2 separate regions of the Muntiacus reevesi genome follow, and region 2 is linked to region 1. The links are chromatin contacts, called in public Hi-C maps. All regions are on one chromosome and are shown on one strand. The core of a region is the stretch at or near the end of the contact, and the rest is flanking DNA. Distances in the headings are between cores, read along the strand shown. Region 1 holds the start of CNOT11 (CCR4-NOT transcription complex subunit 11). Region 2 holds the start of RPL31 (ribosomal protein L31).

Region 1 (3,320 bases), core at 272-2,771:
TTAGTTAGGTTGGTGGTGTGACCTAGGAGAAGTGACTCCATCTGGAGCCTCTGGGTTTCTTTTTAACATCAACCTAATTTTGAAAATGCTCCTACAGAAAAAAAAATTTTAGTTTATTGGGGCTTGGGGGCACATAATGTTCAAATGTTTTGAAACAACTTAAAAAAACAAAACAAAACAGTAAAACTGGACTCACCCAGTGGTGCAGTGGCTAAGACTCTGTGCTCCCAATGCAAGTGACTTGGGTTTGATCCCTGGTCAGGAAACTAGACCTCACATGCCACTGCTAAAGATCCAGCATGCCACAACTGGCCAGACCTGGAACAGCCTAAAAAAATAAAAAAACATTAAAAAAAAAACAACTCTGCAGTACGAAAATAAAAAGACCAAACCCCAATAACAAACAGACTTCCCAAACACAATAAAGTTTATTTACTGTAGTAAATAAGAATACCTTCAAGATAATTTAAATCAGTCTCCCAAGTTAGCAAGTTATGTCTGCTGCTCTTAATTGTCAGGACCTTTCTAGAGGGATAGCTACCAATTTTTTAAACTTAAAAAAAAAATTTAGCTGCGTCAGGCCTCTGTTGTGGCACATGGAATCTTTGCTCTTCATTGCATCAGGCATGATCTTAGTTCCCTGATCTGGGATCCAACCCAGGCCCCCCTGACAGTTTTAGCCATTGGACCACCAGGGAAGTCCCTCTAATAGTCAATTCAAAAAGTCTTCAGAATATTCATCCTCAATGACCAACCAGTTTCTCTGCTTTCAATTTTACTTTAGAACTAAGGAGGCACTGAACTAGAGAATTCTCCAGTTGCCAGCATTTAGTTAGCTCACACGGGATTTCCGAAACTTGGGATTCCCAAATTCCCTGGCAGGAATCCCTGCTGGGTTCTGCAGGTCTAAGGGAGGAACCGAGCGAGTTTGGGTGGTTCCCACCTGGAACGAGCCCTAGTCGCCTGGGCAGGTGTTTCTGCTTTCTGAAAACATTTCCTGGAAATTTTGTAAAACAACTGCTTACAATAGCTCGTGCGCAGTATGACTCCATTTCTTCAAATAGTGTAGGATTGAAAATTAATTTCGGTTGTGAGAAATGCGTGGTCTGTAGTTATTTGCACTTAAAAATCTTCTACCATGAATAGTCATGTGTGTTAATTAAGAGAGCTTTTCAGTTTCTAATATGCCTTTTTCCAGACATTTATCTGGACGACGGTTTCTCCCGGGCACAGTGCCCGGTGGCGCGTCTCTCGCTCGCGCATGCGCAGATGATAACTCAGCGCCGCGCTGTAGCGCCGCGCTGTGGCTCCGCGAGACTTCCTCAGGGCGATATCCGGCCCCGCCGGCGGCTCAGCCCCTCTTGCAAGCCCCGCCTCAATTTCCGGCTTTTTGCCCCGCCCGCTCGGCGTCTCGGGATCTTCTCGCTGGCCTGGCTCCAGCAGCCTCGCTCTCGCTCCGCGCTGCACTCTTGTACTGCCGGCTGGGTTCCAGGCTTGTTTTGTTCGCGACGCTGTCGTGCCACAGCGCGCTTTACGGCCGCAGGGACGGAGCGAGCCGGCGCCAGGGCCCCTCCGGCCGGGAAGCAGGACGGGCGAAAGAGGTTGATGCCCGGCGGCGGGGCAAGCGCGGCATCTGGCCGGCTGCTCACCGCCGCGGAGCAAAGGGGAGCCCGGGAAGCAGCGGGGTCGGCGTCCAGGAGCGGCCCGGGAGGCTCGGGCTCTAGCGGCAGAGGCGGAGCGGGCGTCCCCGGGCCGGGGAGCGGAGGCCCGGGGGGCCCCGCGGGCAGGATGAGCCTGACCCCGAAGGAGCTCTCGAGCCTGCTGAGCATCATCTCGGAGGAGGCGGGCGGCGGCAGCACCTTCGAGGGCCTATCCACCGCCTTCCACCACTACTTCAGCAAAGCCGACCACTTCCGCCTGGGCTCGGTGCTCGTGATGCTGCTGCAGCAGCCGGACCTGCTGCCCAGCGCGGCGCAGCGCCTCACGGCGCTCTACCTGCTGTGGGAGATGTACCGCACCGAGCCGCTCGCCGCCAACCCCTTCGCCGCCAGCTTCGCGCACTTGCTCAACCCCGCGCCGCCCGCCCGCGGCGGCCAGGAACCCGATCGGCCGCCCCTCTCAGGTACGTCTGGGACCGCCCGCCTGGAGCTGCTGGGCCTTCACCGGCCCGGGAAATGCATCGTCTCCTTTTGAAATTCCCTCCCCACCCCCTCCACCAAGTACGGAGGAGTGGCAGCTTCCTGGCACCGAAAATTAACCGCTCCCCCCGCAACAGTAGGAGCCGTCAAACCGTGCAGCTTAGCGTGGGGCTTGACGCTTTTCTGCCTCACATGCGGTTCGTTCTCGTCTAGCCCGTCAGAGGTGTGTGAAGTTGTAAGTAACGACACACTTTATCTGCCCCCGGCTTTAAGTCTCAGGGGAGTCAATGAGAAGTCAGTCAGAACCGGAAGACGTGGTTGAGCGAAGATACACATTACTCAGGGCTTCCCCGGTGGCTCAGTGGTAAAGAACCCGCCTGCCAATGCAGGAGACACGGGTTGGACCCCTGGGTCACGAAGATGTCCTGGAGAAGGAAATGGCCACCCACTCCAGTATTCTTGCTTGCAGAATCCCATGGACAGAAGAGCCTGGCAGGCTACAGCTCATGGGGTCGCAAAGAGTGGGACCCGACTTAGCTAAACAACAAAGGACTATACTAACCACCTTCTTGCTGTTAGGTGTCTGTGGTTAGCATGATGGGGTCACAGGATAGAAAGCAGCCTCGAATTCACCGCCTAGATTAGAAAACTACTACCGGACATTATGTAAAAGGTGTGTTTTCTGCAACTTTGGTGAGACCGGTGGATTTGATGCGATGCTGCTTTTATTTGTAGCTCAATAGATGGTTTATGAGACTTGATTTTAGGAGAAGACCTGAAGCCAGGAGAGGAGAAAGGAACAGAGGAGATAGATGGTGATGAGTATCTGGGAGATTTAGACAGGGACCAGTGTAGTGGGCAGAACAGGTGGTCAGAGGTGGGAAGCAGCTTGATCTCATAGTCCTTAGGCAGTGAGGAAACAGGTAAGTCACTCCTCAGGAAGGGACTGCTATTCCGGGCGCCAGAAGGTGAAGGCAGAGGATTAATGTAATACTAGAGAATTTTTTCTTGCAGGAGAGGGCTTCTACAGGTAAGCTAGTCATTGTTGCTGCTGGCAATTCTTCTAGATCTAAAGCCTCTTCTGATTGGTTTCCTGCATGGCTCTTACTTAAGAGGGGCAACTTTTGTATTCCGTGAGATGTCTGTAGGGTGCAGGTCCTGAACCTGACTTTCAGGAAGTTT
Region 2 (3,320 bases), core at 335-2,834, 180 kb before region 1:
TTTCTTAATTGGAGAATTCTTTATAATTCTCATTATTTTTATTTTCTTTTTTTTAAACTCTTAATTTTATATTGGAGTAGAGCCGATTAAAAGTATTGTGATAGTTTCAGGCAGACAGCAAAGGACTCAGCCATACATAGAAGTCTCCAGTTTTAACATACTATTATAGGGTTTCAGTAACTCAACCCTCAAAATTTTTACATCCTTTCTAGGTTGAAAGATTTTACCATGCCCTTGTCCCTCCAAAAGAGAATGCAGTTTCTGATCAGCAGACGGAAGGTCCAGAGTTCTAAACCTGTGGGTTTGGCATGGGGACCCGGGACTTGGCCATGAAGTCTGTCAACTCATGAAGTCTATCAACCTCCTGGCTTCAGGTTCCTCCCTTTTCATTTTCAAGGCACCTATTTTACACCAGGTGTTGGATAAAAGCGCTGCTTCCATTGCTGTTATTGGGTCATTTTGTTGTGACAGAGCTAAAAACATATTTAAGGTCACGAAATCATATAGATTTCTCCAATATAATAGACTGCACATAGTATTTTACTATTTTTAAGGTGATTTAATCAACTACTGTCTCCTAAATTGACATTTCATATAGTCAGTTACAAACTGGCGCTTTTAACTTCGAAACGCTTCTTGTGTAAACCTCTGCTCTGCCTCCCTCGTCGCCCCTAGCCTAGGCCCCTCTGCACCTCTGCAGCTAGCTGATCGCTGCCGCCAGAAAAGGCTCCCGGCTTCCTCCAGGTCGGCAGCCGCGTAGCTCATCTCCAAGCTGCTCACCAGGCACACAAGTTCAGGCAAGGCTGGCCGAATCACTGAGCGAGTGGGAAAACAGAAGAGCGTCTTCTCTCCCTACCCTGCCCCCCTCCACCTGGGGACCAGGATCCCGTTTTCTCTGAAGACTTAAACGTGAACCGCAAGCCCCTCCCACCCTCGCTCCCGCGCGGGAGGCGCGGACCGGCGACAGGAAACTGCGAGGGAGAGCGCGACTCCCGAGGCCCCGCCCCAGAGGCCTTCACGCCTTTACCCCCCGGCGCGCGCTGCTTGCGTCACAGCAGCGCCTCCTCCTTCCCCCGCCTCCAGGTAACCCGGAAGTTGTACTTGCGAGGCTACTTTCCTTCTCCCACAATCCCTCGCCCTCTTCCTTTCCAACCACGGCCCTGCAGGGTGAGTATGGCTGCTGAGTCTCGTCTGCAGGAATCCGGTGCCATCCTCTACCTGGATTGTGCTGACCAGGACTGCAGGCTCTGTCCTGAGCTGACTTGGGACCCTGCGTCCCCGGCGCACGGGAATCTACGCTGCATTTAAGGGCTCCCGGAGCCTGAGAGGGAGAGAGGCCAGGCTTGGGGAAACCCGAGCTGCAGGGGTTTCCGGGGCGGGGGCACCTAAGGGATACGGATACTTGGGCCGCGCGGACTAGCCGGCTTGTCTCTACCCAGACCTGGGGCTTCAGGGACCTGGCCGGTCTTTCTGTCCCCGGAAACCGTACCGAGGGCGGCTGCGTGAGGCCGGGCCGGGAGGGAGGCCTTGACTTAGGTTTGACGCACTCGCCCTGAGCTGCTTTGTCGCCTGGGTTTGTTTAGATGGCTCCCGCAAAGAAGGGCGGCGAGAAGAAGAAGGGCCGGTCCGCCATCAACGAGGTGGTGACAAGAGAATACACCATCAACATTCACAAGCGCATCCATGGAGTGTGAGTACCCCTGCGGCCTGCCGCTGGCCCTGCCGTTGGGGGCTCCCGAAATCACGGTCTGGTGGTCTCTGAGTCTGTCTAGCCTGAAGGCCGGGTGGGCCAGAAATTAGGCATTAATCCTGCGAAAGCTCAAGTCTATTTCCATGGACCCTGTTTAAGGTTTATAGGACTTAAAAGGTAATGCCTCAGAGGTTGATACCTAGAAACGGGACATAGAACAGTAAGGTTTCTGGGAGAGCCAGCTTGGGGAGATGCGGTAGTGATTAAACCATTCCACTCGTTGCTTTGTCGTCGAATAAAACCCTGGCAGGCCTGAAGGCTGTGCGGGAGTGAACGCTGATGTGTCTGAGTCTTTGTAGTCAGGTTCACTAGTTAATTGAAGCCAGACCTGCCAAGAACAGGAACGCTGTGATACAGTTTCTTTAGTTCCCTGACCCACACAGATGGGTACTGAAACTGGGAAAGTCGTAATGCCGGGAGTGAAACCGTTGTAGAGACCACGGAAGGATGTGCCGGTGGAGTTATTTGCTGGGAGGACACCTGGAGGTTGTGGATTGGCGATACACAGGAATATTGGGGGTGATTGCCAATGTCCCGGTTCTCGGTGTTGGTCTCTGGAGGCTTGGTTGTAGTGCCTTCCCTTTTCTGCGCATGGTGCTGACCAGTGATACTGGAGACTGCATCTTTTCTTGAATGCTGCTGTTTGGAGTTCTTTTAACAGCAAACATTGCCCTGCAAAAATTTCTTGACTGGCTTGGTCGGTCTCCTATATCTGGACAGCTGACTTTGTGAGGGACCTACATGTGGCAGCGACCCCGCTGGGCCTGACACTTTGGGCCAGGTGTTGACCATGCGTGAGCCAGGGAGTATTGTGTCTGTGGAGTCTTTCAGTGTGGGGCCTGGTGGATTCATGTGGGGAGCACATAAGTCTGTCTTGGGCTCTGCGGGTTCAACGGGGAACCAAAAGATCCTGCCCACCTAGCTTAGGAGGAGGAGGTAGGCAAGCATCCAGAGAAAAGGGTGAAGAGTAAGTCATAGGCTGATGTTTTACAGGCGCACAGTTAACCAGACCTTAGAATAGAGTGGCTGTGAGCCAACGCAGGTGGATGAGTTTTTCATGCATTTTTGTTACAAAAGCCCTAAGTGAAGACCTTCACAGTACTAAATGAATGGGTCGTTTTTAGTTCTTGATGGGCACCAATTGGCAGTTCTTTGTTCATTCTTCATTTTGCTCCCTAGGATTCCACGTTCTTGTGTTTTTCTTGCCTCTGCAGCTGCTCCTCCTTGATCTATGTTTCTCCTCACATCCCATCCTCTTAATATTGAGTCCAGAACTCAACCCTTCTCTAACTATGCTTGGTAATAGCAACTAGTTTTAGGGCCTCATATTTCCAGCTGCTGTTAAAGATGTATACATGTGTATTTTAATAGGCATTTCAAATTTTACATAACCCTGAACCAAACTCTGTGTCCATGCTGCCCACACACACACTTTCCAGTTTCCTTGCAGCCTTCCCTTTTTGTTGGCAAGTGAGCCCGTCCTCTTGGGTCTGCCTTCCTCAGCCTGACTACACTGGTCCCACCATCAAGGAAACAATTCTTGTTTCCTTGATGGACTCCTGGTTCCCTC

What was found. A called contact is a pair of places that touch in the nucleus more often than the background predicts.
Region 2: a contact with region 1 is called in a Hi-C map of muscle, with 7 times the contacts expected there. The contact joins the promoter of RPL31 here to the promoter of CNOT11 in region 1. A contact is called at or near these places in 2 of 3 Hi-C or Micro-C datasets (blood and muscle).

What each region holds. Positions count from the first base shown.
Region 1 is chr3:95,371,622-95,374,941 of mMunRee1.1, reverse strand. It overlaps CNOT11 (CCR4-NOT transcription complex subunit 11), which reads left to right and starts at 1,521. Exons shown (of 7, transcript XM_065929705.1): 1 at 1,521-2,122. The coding sequence starts at 1,606.
Region 2 is chr3:95,556,041-95,559,360 of mMunRee1.1, reverse strand. RPL31 (ribosomal protein L31) reads left to right here and starts at 1,584. Exons shown (of 4, transcript XM_065929712.1): 1 at 1,584-1,690. The coding sequence starts at 1,584.